2 separate regions of the Urocitellus parryii genome follow, and region 2 is linked to region 1. Evidence: chromatin contacts called from public Hi-C data. All regions are on one chromosome and are shown on one strand. The core of a region is the stretch at or near the end of the contact, and the rest is flanking DNA. Distances in the headings are between cores, read along the strand shown.

Region 1 (4,052 bases), core at 1,049-3,548:
AAAATAGACTTAAAGAGGTTAACCAACTTTTTCCTAACTTTATAAAAGTAGAATTTTTATCCCAGCAGTTTGACTCTAGAACTGGCATCAAACTTCTTTTTCCCTTAAAAAAAAAAAAAAAAAAGATTCAAAGAGTAAGACACTGGGTTCAATCCCAAGCACTGCCTTCCCCCCCCCCAAAAAAAAGGATTTGAAGATAAATAAGTCATGACCACCACCCTCAGTTTCCACTCTAATGATGAAAGATTCACTTGCATATGTTCACACTTAATTTACAACTTTTTATTTAAAAAAAAATATAATGGTTACAATGAATCATGAACTATAAGCAGCATTAATAACCCCAAGGGAAGGAGCAAATAACTCCTCCCACATATCTCTAACAGAATTAGCAAAAATCCCTGTCTAGAAGACAATGCCAAGGAGAACAAACACTAGGTAGTCCTGAGGAAACATCCTAGGTGCCACTGTCAGGGTTGGAATGCTGGCTAGAATGAATCTCTAGTATGTTTTATACCATCTATGGTCAAAACAAGGTTGGAAAGAATTTCAATAACATAAAAAAGCCATTCCTTCTCACCATCTTCTCTCTTCACTCTAAAACAGAAGGATCACTCCTATCATACTCTCTAATCCTCTTTCCCAGACTTATTTTCTTCACAATACTTATACTCATAATCCTTATTCCTACTTACATATTACACTGTATATGTCTATGGTCCTTCTCTACAGAATGCAAGCTTTATGAAGACAGGATCTTTTCCTGTAATTCACTACCATATTCCCAGAACCTAAACAGAACAGTAGTGCATGGCAAGTGCTCATTATATAGTGGTTAATGACTGAAGACTTTCCTTAGGCACTTTCTCCCATCCAATTCAAATAAACAAAGGTTGCTACTTTTTTAAATTAAGAGATGGTAAGTAAAACAAGTCCCAATATAATTGCTGAGTCATTAGAAGTCAATAAACTTTAGTATCAGGGCATGGACCTGTATATATTTACACTCAAGTGAAGTATTTCAAAAGGACAGATTAAAAAGGATGTGCTAATTCATGGTTTTAAATGTAATACTATGAAGAAGATACTATGTAACAAGTGCCGTTACAAATCCCAGAGTTAGCTGGGATGTAGCTCAGTGGTAGAGCTCTTGCCTAGCACACAAGGCCCTGGATTCGATTTCCAGTACCACAAGGAAAAAAAAAAAAAAAAACGTTTACAAATACCAGATATAAAAGATAAATGAGGCATGGTCCACAATTTTAACTAACTCACAACTATTTCCTCATATCCATACCCTCTTACAGAGATCCCATCTTCAGCTTTAATTTAATTCTGGGAAAGATTCTTGTACTTTATATTTTGTAAAACTCTTTCTTATATGTTAACTCCCTTAATTCTAATGAAAATTCTTGCTTTAATATTAATTTCCTTGTTTTATAGTCATGTAAACTGATGACTGTCAAGATTAAGGCCCTGAAAGAATTCAACCCAAATCAAGTTGCCTTGCAAAACTTCAACCTGCGGGCCTTTGAGTCCAAACGCTATGCTTTTCTTTCATATATTCATTCATTTACTCAACAAATACTTAGCAAGCATCTACTGTACCCTAGGCGCTGGAGATGCAATAGTAAATAAAGCTCGGACCAAGCATGCTCCCGTCCTGACACCAAGTTGTTACCTGCTTTAAGATCCCGAACAAATTACTTCACCTCCCTACACCTCAGGTTTGTTATCTGCAAAATGGGGGGGAGAATGTAATGCCTACCTGTCATGATGCAGTGCCTAGTGTTGGTGAACCACAGAAATAATCACTAATACAACTCACTACAGAGGAGTCATGGCTTCTGTTTAGAATAAGACAGCTAAGTCACCCCCACTAAGGGCCCAATCTCTGCCAGCCCAAGCCTCCAGGTCTTAGGGCACTGTGCCCGCGCTCAGGCACCTCGCTGGCCACACTTGTATTTTCCCTCCAAACGTCGGGCACCCATCACTCATACAATGCAAGGGGATTCCCCCAGCAGCTATAGCTGCCAGAGGCGCGCACACACCCCCAGACCCCGCTGCCCCAAAGGCCGGACAGGAGGAGCCGGCCAACGGTCCAAGCCAGGAGATCCACTGCCTCCGTCCACTGGGAAAAAAGGCCCGAGTGGGATCTCCAGGCTCCAGTATTCCTCATTCTGTGTTCACCTCACTGTAAAAGGTCATAAATGCTTCCTCTGTGCTGCCTCCGCCGGCCGAAGCCCCGCTCTCTCCTGAAGCCGCCATTTCCCCGGCCCAGCCACCACGTGACCCTTCCGCGCAGGCGCTGCCTCACGTGATTCTCACAAGCCCGCCTCTCTGGCCCCACCTCCCCCACCCAGTCGCGATCCTTAAAGGGCTCCAGCCCTTAAGTGCGCATTGTTGAATTGCGGTGAAACACACACAACATTCAGTTGGCTATTTTTAAGTGAGCATTTCCGTGGGTGATAGTACATTGACAGTGTTGTGCAATCACCACCTTTATCTACTTTCAAAATAATCACCTCAAAAGGAGATTTGGTATCCATTAAGCAGTTACTCTCCATTCCCCTCCTCCCCAGTTCTTGACTGCAACTGATGTGTTCTGTTTCCATGAATTTACCTATTCTGGATATTTCACATAGATGGGAATCCTACAATATGAGACTTCTCTGTATATGTTCCTTTCATTTAGCATAATATTTTCAAAGTTTATTCAAAGTCTGTTATGTATCAGAATTCCATTTATGGCTGCATCATATTCCACTATAGCATTTTTAGACCACAGTTTGTTTATCTGTTCACCAGTTCACGGACATTTGGATGTTCCCACCTTTTGACTCCTGTGAAATATTGCTGCTTTAAACAGGCATGTACACTATTTGACCACTTGTCTGTCTTTTTTTTTTGGGGGGGGGGAGGTTGGGGGATTGAATCCAGGGGTGTTCTACTGGTGAGCTTCACCCCCAGCCATCCCTTTCTAATTTTGAGAAATTTTGAGGCAGGGTCTTACTAAGTTGACCAGGCTGGCCTCTAATTTGTGATCCTCCTGCTCCAGCTTCCTGAGATTACAGACATGTACCACCACAGTAGGCTGTGTACTTATTTTCAATTAGGGGGTGGATATATACCTAGAAGGGGAATTGTTCAGTTATATAACTCTATATTTTTGTAGTGCTGGGGATTTTTTTTTATTTCTTGTGATGCTGGGGATTGAACCCAGGACCTGATACGTGAGGCAAGCACTCTACCAACTGAGTTATATCCCAGGGATTTAACCCATGGCTTCATGTATGCTAGGCAAGCACTCTACCACTGAGTCACATCGCAGCCTGATAATTTTGTATTTAATTTTTTGAGCCACCACTAAGAGTTTTTCCACAGCAGCTGGTCCATTTTACATTCCCACCAGCAATGTATGAGAGTTCCAATTTCTCCACATTCTCACCAACAGTTGTTATTTTCCTTTATTTATTCTATATTATGGCATCCCAGTGCCTAGATAGATCTCTTGCACAAGCTCAGCAAGATCTTCCATTGGACGTTCAGCCTAGGAGATGATCAAAAAGGAGCAGTATCACCAGGCACAGTGGCACATGCCTGTAATCCCAGCAGCTCCGGAGGCTAAGGCAGGAGGATCATAAGTTCAAAGCCAGCCTCAGCAACAGCGAACAATGGGCAACTCAGTGAGACCCTGTCTCTAAATAAAATACAAAATAGGGCTGGGGATGTGTCTCAGTGGTCAAGTGCTCCTGAGTTTAATTCCCTGTACCAAAAAAAAAAAAAAAAAAAAGCAGTATCTGAGAACTAGAGAGTTCTAAACTGGAATGACACACGACCCTCATCTAGAAACACACATAATTATTATTATAACTAGATAGTGGTCTCATAAGATGTTATTTCCACCAGGAGCAGTGGTATACACCTGTAATCCCAAGTTTCTGAGGAGACTGAGGCAGAAAGATTCCCAGGTTCATGGCCAGCTTAGGCAATTTAGCCAACTTGAGCAATGACCCTGTCTCAAAAAAAAAAAAAATTAATAATAAAAAAAA
Region 2 (4,473 bases), core at 195-2,694, 260 kb after region 1:
AGCCTAGGAGCTCTGGAAAATCAAACCATCAAGCTGAGCACAGTGAGGAATGCCTGAAATCCCAGCGGCTCAAGAGGCTGAGGCTGGAGGATCTCAAATTCAAAGCCAGCCTCAGCAACCCATCATTATTTACAACCATAATGCACCAATAAAAGTATGTGAAACAAAAATAATTCCAGTCTTAGCAATTTAGTGAGGTCCTAAGCAATTTAGTGAGACTCAAAAAAATTTTTTTAAAAAGGGTTGAGGGGCTGGGGATGTGGCTCAAGCGGTAGCGCGCTGGCCTGGCATGCGTGCGACCCGGGTTCGATCCTCAGCACCACATACCAACAAAGATGTTGTGTCCGCCGAGAACTAAAAAATAAATAAATATTTAAAAAAAAAATAAAAAATAAAAAGGGTTGAGGATATAGCTTAGTGCTTAAGTGCTTAATTATTATATTAATAATAATAATGTATTATTATTCCCTAGAATAATAATAATAATAAATTTAAAAATCAAACTATCAAGATTATCTGGTCGTCTAAACCATGTTTACTGAGGGCTTTCTCCAAGCAGGTCACTGTTCTGGGAGGAATTAGTCGCTGGCGTTTTAGAGTAGGGTGGTGGGCTTCAAGAAAGCAGGACACAGCTGGGGTTGTGTCTCAGTAGTAGAGCGTTCTCCAAGAACGTGCAAGGCCCTGGGTTCGATCCTCAGCACCACATAAAAATAATAAAATCAATGTATTGCGTCCAGCCAAACTAAAAAGTAAAATTTAGGGGCTGGGGGATGTGGCTCAAGCGGTAGCGCGCTCGCCTGGCATGCGTGCGGCCCGGGTTCGATCCTCAGCACCACATACCAACAAAGATGTTGTGTCCTCCGAGAACTAAAAAATAAATATTAAAAAAAAAAAAATAAAAAGTAAAACTTAGGAAAAAAAAAAGAAAGAAAGCAGAGGGACAAGACTTAGAGACTTGTTGAAAGGACAATTCAATCAGTCTCTAATTCGGGTGTGACTGAAGAATCCTAGTCGAGCTTCAACCAGAAACTCACGTTTCAAGGACTAGGAACCCTGGAGGGAGGATATAGCTGGAGCCCAGCAGCGGCCTGTGTAGGATCACACTTCTTGGAACCAAACTTAATGAAACCTGGCTCCCATAGAGGGTTCTTTCACTCTTTCAAACGCTTATATTTGCAATATTTTACAACAAGCACAGGTCAGTTTTTAAATTATATATGCACTTATACAGGTGTGTGGTCTTGTTTGTTTTTGTTTTTTTAACTACACAAAACCGAAAGCAAACTCGCACGGCTCGCTGGCGGCGCCGCCAGTTGGCCACCCGCCTCCTCAGCAGTCTCGCCAGAGCTCCGCCCGCTGCGGTCCGGAAGCTCGGCCTCCGCCGGGGTCGCGAGGAAAACCCGGAACGGAACAACGAGTCGAGCCGGAGCTGTGGCGCGTGCGCGAAAGGCGCAGCAGGCGCGAGCTCCTGGGCGGTCCCCGAGGCGCGGATTGGCGCCCGCGCGCGCCCCGGAGGCCCGCGAGGTGCCCGCCTGGGTGTGGGATGGCGGCCAGCCTGTGGATGGGAGACGTGAGTGAGGACGGCCGCCCCGGCTCCGAGAAGGAGGAATCTCGGTGTCCCGAGGGAGGAGGATATAGGGGGAGGGGACCTCGGATCCCGACATGGTGGAAGTGAACGCGAGGAGGGTTCCCTTTGGTGACACAGAACCGGGTCCCAGCGTCAGAGTGAAGCGTCTAAGTCCGGGGGGAGGGGGAGAGTGGTCCTGGGGCCCCTCCTGGGTACCTGGAAGGGAAAGGGAGGTTCTTTGGGGGAACAGAAGGGGCGGGACCCAAGGGTTGAAGCTTGGTTCTAGGCCTGCAGTGATGGGGCTCCTGACTCCTCGGGCAGGTTTGAAGTGAAGGAGTCAGGAGTTGAGACCTACGTCTGCAGAGGAGGGCCCCGTGCCCTGCATCAGTCTGCGGCTTGCAGGTAGGGGCCCTGTGCCCCGGGATGGGCAGCTGGACGCGGGCCTGAGCAGCGTCGCTCTTGTTTTTATGTAGCTGGAACCCTACATGGATGAGAACTTCATTTCTAGAGCCTTTGCCACCATGGGGGAGACCGTGATGAGCGTCAAAATTATCCGAAACCGCCTTACTGGGTACTTCTCTCTTCATCTTCCTAGTTCTGCAACTGTCATTCAGGGGAATGTAGACATCACAGAAAGGGCTCATCACCACCTCTGATAGTAGTTTACAATGTTATAAAAACTAACATTTGGGGGCTGGGAATGTGGCTCAGGCGGTAGCGCGCTCGCCTGGCATGCGTGCGGCCCGGGTTCGATCCTCAGCGCCACGTGCCAGCAAGGATGTTGTGTCCGCCGAGAACTAGGAAGTGGATATTGAAAATTCTCTCTCTCACTCTCTCTTTAAAAAAAAAAAAAAAAAAAAAAAAAAAAAAAAAAAAACAACTAACATTTGGGGGCATATTGAGTGGAAGTATAGCATATTGTTTAAGAACAGGATGCTGAAGCCAGAATGGGTTTGAAAACTATTTCTGCCATGTGACCTTGAATAAGTATTTGTTTACCTTGTCTCATTCACAAGGTAATGAAATTGAGTGTGAAATATGAGAGTAATATTAGAATTTACCTCATAGGTGAGGACTAAATTAGTTAATTGATATTTCGCATTTAGAACAATGTCTGGCTTATGGTATAAGCTCAGTAAGTATGGATGGATTATGACTTGCTACATAATAAAGATTTTCATTCATTATCTGTTTAAAATCACAAATACCTCTGAGCTGAATACTTTTATAAAAGAAGATCAATAATTGTGTTAAAGTGACATAGCTTTTTTTATTTGTGCAGGTAGTACTGGGAGTGGAACCCAGGGCCTCTGGTATGTTAGGCAAGCTCTCTACCACTGAGCTACACTCCGAGTCCCTAATGCAGCTATTAAATGACAGACTAGGGCTCAAATACAAGTCTGTCCTCAAAACTCTTGAGTGTCCCTTAACTCTTTTTTTCCCCTTTTTTCTTTTACTCTCTCTCTTTTTGTTGTTTTTATTATACTGAGAATTGAACTCAGGGTCTCATACATGCTAGGCAAGCACTGAGATACATCCCCAGCTCTTTTTTATTATATTTTGATAGAGGATCTTGCTAAATTGAAGAGATTGGCCTTGAATTTGCATTCTTCCTGCTGCAGCATTCTGAATACCTAGGATCACAAGCATGTGCCACCTTACCAGTTGTCTCTTAATTCTTATCCTAGTCATTAAAAATATACATTTAGCCAGGCACAGTAATCCCAGTGACTTTAGAGGCTGAAGCAAGAGGTTCACAAGTTCAAACCCAGCTTCAGCAACTTAGCACCCATGTATATATACATACACACACACACACACACACACACACACACACATATATTTATTTATTTATAGAGATACTACTATAGGGCTGGGGCTATAGTTCAGTTGATAGAGTGCCTGCCTCCTATGCACAAGGCCCTGGGTTCATTCTCCAGCACGGCCAAAAAGGAAACCAAAAAAATTTATTACCACAAGCTACAGTGGCACATGCCTATGATCCCAGTAACTGGGGAGGCTGAGGCAGGAGGATCAGAATTCAAGGCCCTCTGCAATTCAGCAAGATCCTGTCTCAAAATAAAAGGATTGGGGATATACCTCAGAGGTAGAACGTTCCTGGGTTCCATCCCCAGTACCACAAAACAAAAACATTACCCAAGGACACATTTTCTGACTGGGAGATCATGCTGGCCTGAACATTTCTGTTCCTGATTTTATAAACAGAAAATCCCAGATAATCAGCTACTGGTATGAAAGTTCATTCTGTAACACTTTCTGCTTTTTAAAAAAATTTCATAGATCCTCACATTTTAGCCTTTGTTTGCCATAAGATTTGAAACTATCTTTTCTTACCAGTAATTGCTAAACTTGTGGTACCTGTGGACACATTTTATTTATATCCTGCCTCACTTAACAAAGGCTTTGAAATGGCTTAGAAAAATACTGTATAATAAATAAATGTAAATTTTAAAAATGAAGACCAGAAAAAAATAAGGTAAAAATGTAACACCCTTGGGCTGGAGATGTGGCTCAGCGGTAGCGCGCTCGCCTGGCATGCGTGCGTCCCGGGTTCGATCCTCAGCACCACATACCAACAAAGATGTTGTGTCCGCCGAGAACTAAAAAATAAATATTAAAAAAATTCTCTCTCTCTCCTCTCTCACTCTCTCTTTAAAAAAAAAAAAAATGTAACACCCAAGTAAAAACAATATGCAATAAAGCATAGTGCTGCTGCAGTAGCACAGGCCTTAAATCCGAGAATTCAAAGGCAGAGGGGAAGTTCAAGGCCAGCCGTAGCAATTTAACAAGGCCCTCAGCAACATAGTGAGACTCTAAGATGATAATTTAAAGGGCTGGGGATGTGGCTCAGTGGTTAAGTGCCCCTGGGTTAAATTGTTAAATCC

What was found. Hi-C and Micro-C count contacts between places; a contact is called where the count stands out from the background.
Region 2: a contact with region 1 is called in a Hi-C map of liver, with 6 times the contacts expected there. The contact joins the promoter of Trnau1ap here to the promoter of Dnajc8 in region 1. A contact is called at or near these places in 2 of 2 Hi-C or Micro-C datasets (liver and muscle).

What each region holds. Positions count from the first base shown.
Region 1 is chr11:16,786,848-16,790,899 of mUroPar1.hap1, forward strand. Dnajc8 (DnaJ heat shock protein family (Hsp40) member C8) reads right to left here and starts at 2,299. Exons shown (of 9, transcript XM_077791246.1): 1 at 2,191-2,299. The coding sequence starts at 2,268.
Region 2 is chr11:17,046,433-17,050,905 of mUroPar1.hap1, forward strand. It overlaps Trnau1ap (tRNA selenocysteine 1 associated protein 1), which reads left to right and starts at 1,445. Exons shown (of 8, transcript XM_026391712.2): 1 at 1,445-1,570; 2 at 2,041-2,138. The coding sequence starts at 1,544.